Linked DNA regions of Anser cygnoides: region 1 is linked to region 2. The links are chromatin contacts, called in public Hi-C maps. All regions are on one chromosome and are shown on one strand. Each heading gives the region's core, a stretch centred on a gene start, on an enhancer-like site or on the middle of the called end of the contact. The rest is flanking DNA. Distances are from core to core; before and after follow the strand shown. Region 1 holds the start of LOC106030828 (prosaposin). Region 2 holds the start of PCBD1 (pterin-4 alpha-carbinolamine dehydratase 1).

What was found. A called contact is a pair of places that touch in the nucleus more often than the background predicts.
Region 1: a contact with region 2 is called in a Hi-C map of liver, with 2.4 times the contacts expected there. The contact joins the promoter of LOC106030828 here to the promoter of PCBD1 in region 2. A contact is called at or near these places in 2 of 7 Hi-C or Micro-C datasets (both in liver).

What each region holds. Positions count from the first base shown.
Region 1 is chr7:25,234,240-25,237,053 of Taihu_goose_T2T_genome, reverse strand. LOC106030828 (prosaposin) reads left to right here and starts at 1,451. Exons shown (of 15, transcript XM_048069525.2): 1 at 1,451-1,601. The coding sequence starts at 1,559.
Region 2 is chr7:24,863,696-24,866,769 of Taihu_goose_T2T_genome, reverse strand. It overlaps PCBD1 (pterin-4 alpha-carbinolamine dehydratase 1), which reads left to right and starts at 1,655. Exons shown (of 4, transcript XM_013172606.3): 1 at 1,655-1,859. The coding sequence starts at 1,857.

The DNA.
Region 1 (2,814 bases), core at 202-2,701, 370 kb before region 2:
GACAAGGGATTGGGGGTGGCACCAGAGACACCCCGCCTGCTGAAATGGCTCTCCTTTTCCAAACAGTCTTATTTTACCCCCACCCCGCTTCTAAATATTCTTCTTCACAAAGCTGTTTGTGTGTGTGTGTGTTCCCAAGCTAGTAGCTGACTGTTGGCTTAGAAAGTTAAGGTGCCTTATCAACACTTTGTGCACACAAGAGATAAGAGAGGCATGCCAGGCCCTGCCTATGCAAGGTGGCTTTAGGACCAGAGTAAAGGTTGTTTGCTTGCTCCGGCCAAAATTGCTGTTCACGATGGCTTTCTGTCTGGTTGGTTCTGTCCATCGGATTTAGTTAGGAAATACCTAAGAGTCCCTGGTCCTGCTGCTTGTGGTCTTTGGAGGCTCTGGATGAAGCTGTGGGGCACTCTTGGTGTGTCTGCTCACAAAGAAGAACAGGATAACCAACAGCTGCCCACAGTGGCTTCTTAGCTTGGCTTGGGACTTTAAAAAGATCTTCATAAGAGAAGTATGTCTTCCCTTGTTTGGATATAGACATGCAAAATGAAACAAAGCAGATCCACTTCCCCCAAACCTTTAAACTGCACAGAAACCTTTACATGTTATCAACAAGTCTAGTCTTTGAGAAATGTACAGGTAGGTAGGGACCTAACGCGGTAATGCTGGGTATGCACTTGTCTGAAGGGCAGTATCTTGAAGATCTGCACACACACTTGCAATAACTGTTGATTAATTAAAATAAAAGATGTAGTTGTGATTGGCTGGTCCTATGAAGGCAGGACTTGCATGAAGCCCAGCTATGGAGTGATCTTTGTGTCCTGTAAAACACTGGGTGAGACCTGAGTTGTGGTGGCCTTGTGAGGTAAAAGGAATGTGCACCTGTCTTGGAGGAGCCATTTAAGACTGTACAATGCTCCTGCTCGCATCATCTTCAGAAAGAAACGAAGAAAAACGAACTGAAAGAGGAAGGGTGAGCCTTGCAGACTGTGAGTGCTTCAGATGTGAGGCACTGAGGCTCTGTGAGTCAAAGTGAGACTGGGGAACGTCCCTGGGAGGTAATCAGGGCTCAGTGGGACCCTTTCTCCCGCAACGGGAAGCCCCCAGCACAGGTTCAGAAAAGCATTCTGCGTTTTGTATTTTTACAATTTGTTCTTTCAGTGGGCTGCATCAGTGCAGGGGAAGGGGCTGGGATGCATCAAGCCAGCCCAGGCTTTGATAATTGTCATTAAAATTAACGTTTATTAGGGCCGTGGTGTTTATGAGGACAGGGACGTTTATTGAGACGGGGACGTTTACTGGGAACGTTTATTCGGGCCGTGACGTAGCCCCGCGGCCGCCATTTCGCGCCCCTCTCACCCCGAGCCGCACAGCGCCTGCGCGGCTCCAGCAAGGAGGAGGGAGAGAGGAGGGGAGGGGGCGCCGGGCGCGACCCTCCCCTCGCGCACGCGCAGGAGCGGGGGCGCGCACGGGGGCGGGGCGCCGAGCGCGCATGCGCGGCGCAGCCTATAAATAGGGCGCGGCGCGGCGGCGGCGCCGCATTGCAGACGGGCGCGGGACGATGGCGGCGCCGGTTCTGGGGCTGCTGGCGCTGCTGGCGGCCGGTAAGCGGCACGGGCGGACCCCGGCACCCCCGGGCCTCCCCTCGGCACCCTCGGGCCTCCCAACACCTCCAGGCTAGCCCTATCCCCCCGGCCCGGCCTCCCCTCGCCTCCCTCCCGCAGCCCCCGGGGTCCTTGCGGTGACCTCCGGCCGTGTTGGGGGCGAGGGAGGGTATAAAAGTGTTTATTTATTTTTTTTTCTAGCAGCCACGGAGCTGCCGGGCCCGGCTGCCGGGTTTAACGGTGCTGGGCCTGGGGGAGAAGCGGCCTCGGAGGAGCAGGGGTGGGGAAATGGAGGCGGGGGGAGCAGCAGGCAGGGGAGGGGGCTGTGGGGAGCCCCCTTAGCACTGCCGGGCTCAGGGGGCTCTGCATTAACAGCACCACCGTGTTATTTCATGTTTCTCCTAGCGATGATTAGGGAAAGGCACCTGCATGACCTAGAGCTCTGTAAGGGTGCTTGCTAGAAGCTGTCCTGCTTCCAGCAGCTGGCCAAGAGGCCCCATTTATCTTTGCCACTTCAGGGACGGCTCAGTGCTAATCCTCTTTGAGACACCAAGAGGTAGCCCTTTCTGTTATGTGCTTTTAACAGCCTTGTTTTGTTTGGGTTTACGGCTCCAGATGGAAAATCCCATCGCTTTGTCTCTGTACTGCGTTGTTGTTGGTTGGTGCCCATGTGAAAGTGGTGGTGGGGAAATAAGAAATGTTCCGTGTTTACCGTTAGGGCTAGAGATTAGCAAGGGCAATGTTTGCATTTTGTGTTTTGAGGAAGCTAGACAGCTGTAGAAATGATTCCTGGGCTGACTAGAGGGGTGTATCCCTTCAGGCTGTGGCACAGAGACCCCCACATTAAAGGTGCAATGATACAGCAGTGGACTGATTCACCTAGGCTTCTTATTTTGAGAATTTTCCTTTAAATAAAATGTTGTAAACATCCAGCCTATTCGTTAAACCTGCCATATTTCACCAGTCGGATAAAGAAAAGCCTGAGTAGCTGTTTGAAAGCCGTAGGTGTAACCAACTGGCAGGCTGCAGACATTGCGGAATTGTGCACTACTGTTATACTCCAGGAAGCGCGCTTCTGCTGTACCGGTATGTGGGCAGTTCGGTGGAGAAACTCTGTCTTTTCAGGCTGGAAACAAAGCAAATGCTGCCTTTCACTCTGCTTGTTTACCTGCTGGGGTAATATCATTTCTGTGTTGGCTCTATGCTAAATTAT
Region 2 (3,074 bases), core at 406-2,905:
CTCGGGGGCACAGGAATCAGAGTCAGCCAGAGGATCGCCCAGGCACAGTTTCACACCTACACAGAGGAAAATCACAACTGCCCTGTTGACACCTTTCAGCAGAAGCACATCCCTCTGCCAGAGAGAGATCTCACATGTAAGGCTGGTAGTTAAGTGCTGATTTACAACCTAGGAGAGAAAACGGCATTACAAAGGAGCTGGGTAATCAGTAGACACGGTATAATTAATCGTTTTTCTCCTGATGTTCTCCTACCACAGAAATTCTCACCTTTAACAAGCTGAGGTGTCTGTCAATTGCTCTGCACTGGCAGCGTGCATTGGCAAAGTAAATAGGATCTGCTCCCAGCTGGGCTGGAACGAAAACCACAGAGGGAAAGCAGGGCACCATAAGAGGTGGGAGATTGCTTCCTCCCCTCTCCAAATCAATAGGGAGGCCAGGAGAGGCACTGCCACCTAACCAAGGTGTGCCTGAGGCCCTGACAAGTCAATATCAGAACTGTCACTGTGTTTTCTTCAGAAGACTGCAGCTAACATGACTCGGGCATAGCTATTACCTACAACATCCATATTTCCACCTGCTCCTTTGCTATAACATGGCTTCATTTACCTCCTGCTTACACCACTGTTTACAGGGGCACTTCCCTGGGGTTGTGCTAGTCCGAGTGCCAGTCCTGCAATTCAAATCAATGCCAAGAAAATATTCTGCTAGCCTTTCCCGACCCTACAAACAATCCCACCTCCTGGTTTCATTGCTGAAAACAGTATGAAACTCCTCTTGCCTTCCATATCAAAGCCTCCAGCTTCATATCTGCAGACAACTATTTTCTTCCCAGGTGCTACATTGCCTTCCAAGTCTCCTCTCCCTGGATGGAGGCAGAGGCTCTCCCAGGACAGAAAAGATTCTCATTTTTCTTTTTCATTACCACAGCAGAAGAATTTGCTTCCCTCTAACATGCCTGCTGGAGAAACAAATAGTCTCTGTGGCACTCAAGAATTCTGAAAGTGGAAAACAAGATATGCATGAGTATCTACAAGGGGCGTGTGTCACACTATATTAAAAAGTTCCCAAAATTAGTAGGCTCAAGGGTAAGGAAAGGCATCAGGGTACAGCGGGGTGCTGAATTTCTGTCCTCGCTGCTTGCTGGGCTTGCACAACATCACGTACATCAGCAAGGCACAGAACTGTCAGCACTGGAAGATTGCCCACCACGTGAGCGGGTTTAGCAGGCGACAAGCCGCAGGACGCGGGCACAAATCCGGCAGCCCTGGAGAGCAAACACACGCTGGGGAACAGCGCGCAGCATCCGTGGGAACACGGTTCCCTCAGCAACAGGAGGAAACGCCTTGAAAATGCACAGAGGCACTGTATCGCGCACAGTCCCTGCATTAACCCGGCTCATCACCATGCTGTGAAACGATCCAGGCTGTCCCCATACAACGCAGCCCTAAGCTCGTGATTGTCACTGCATGGAGCAACGAAGGGCCGGGAGGCACACGTGAGAGCATCAAATTCATCACATGTGCTGCCGGCAGCACCCAGGGGCTTGTAACTGCCCTTCTCCATCCTGCAACAGCTTAGGAAAACATCCCGATGGGAAAGGGATGGGTAGAGCAGGACGACCACCGCTCCCCATGCGGGGATTGAAGGGGCCCGTGTTCCAGCATCCCCGAGCCCAGCGGGCGGGCGACCGCTGCCGGGCGGTGTTGGGAAACGCGTGGGGCACGGGCAGCGGTCTGCCGTGGGTGGACCCGACCCCTCGCCACGCCTCCCGTGGCCCCAACCCCACTGTCGGGCTCCGGTACGGTGCGCAACGCCCAGCCTGGACCGGGACGGAGGCCGCGGACACCGGCGGGCGATGGTAAGCCGCCGGCGGGCAACGCAGCTGTTGCTTCGCTGGGGAAGGATGGGGAAGGAGGGTTTAAGGCGGCAGCTGCAGCCCTTAAGAGGCAGGAGGAGAGGAAGGAAGGAGCAGAGCTCTGTGCTGTGGTTAATGAGTAACGCGGGCAGCTCTGAATTAGCAGAGCCACAGCTTGCTGGCTCCTCCGCAGGGGGAGGGAAAGGTTTGTCAGCACAGCGAGCGTGGCCCCTGCTCAAATCCTACCTTAGGAGTGAGCCCCACTCGTGCTCCATCTGCACGGCCCATGTGGGCTCTGAGCAGGTTTTTCACAGCAGAGGGGAGGTGAGCAAGAGGCAGTGGGGGCCTCGTGGCACAACCAACTCCAGCCCTGCCCGCAGTCCCACTCATGCCAGGCTGTCCCCTTCACCTTTCTTCCCCGTAGGTGAGGAGCCACGCTTCAAAGGGAAGCTGCTGATTTGGGCAGGGAGGGTTGTTTCATCTCCAGAAAACCCTTAGGGATGGGCTCTCAGTTTCCCATGCTGGTTCCTTTGCCTTGGTTGCACAATAGTGTCCTGCAGGCAAAAAAAAATAAGAAAATCCAATGCCTTAGCAGTGGAAAGCCAGCAAAAGAAAACAAAATAATTGCGTTTCCCTAATGAAAAGCATGTGTGTTTAAAGAAATAAGTGCACATGAAAGCACGGACATGCTGTACCCACCAAAACAGCAGGCGGGCCGATGCTCTGGGGGGAGAAAGGGGGCAAGCAGCAGGGAAGGATGGGGTGGAGGGCACAGAGGGTGCTGCAGGCAGGGGGACTGCCACAAGCTGGGTTTTGCCCCGTCTGCCAGCCAGAATCCAGCCAGGCCTGCAAAAAGCCCCGGGGATAGTTCCCCCCGTGCAGTCACGATGGGTTCAGAAAGCAAGGAAGCTGCGCGTCCCCCAGGCAGCCTCATTTCTCGCTCTGCCTGGGGATCAGCACTTGGACCCCGACATTCACACCCCTCTGCTCCAGGCAAGCACCACCTCGGCCTTTAGACCGCCTTCCCTCTCCCCACCACCAGTGTGTGAGCAGCTTCCAGCCCTCGGCCCCAAAACCTGGCGCTGCCGCCGGAGTCCCCCACCCGCGGCCCCGTGCGGAGGCAGCCTCCGTCTGTCCCCACGTTATCCAGTTGCTAAGCTACCTGCGCCCAGCTTATCGCGCCATCGGTACGGAAGGGCAACGGCTGAGGGTTTATTG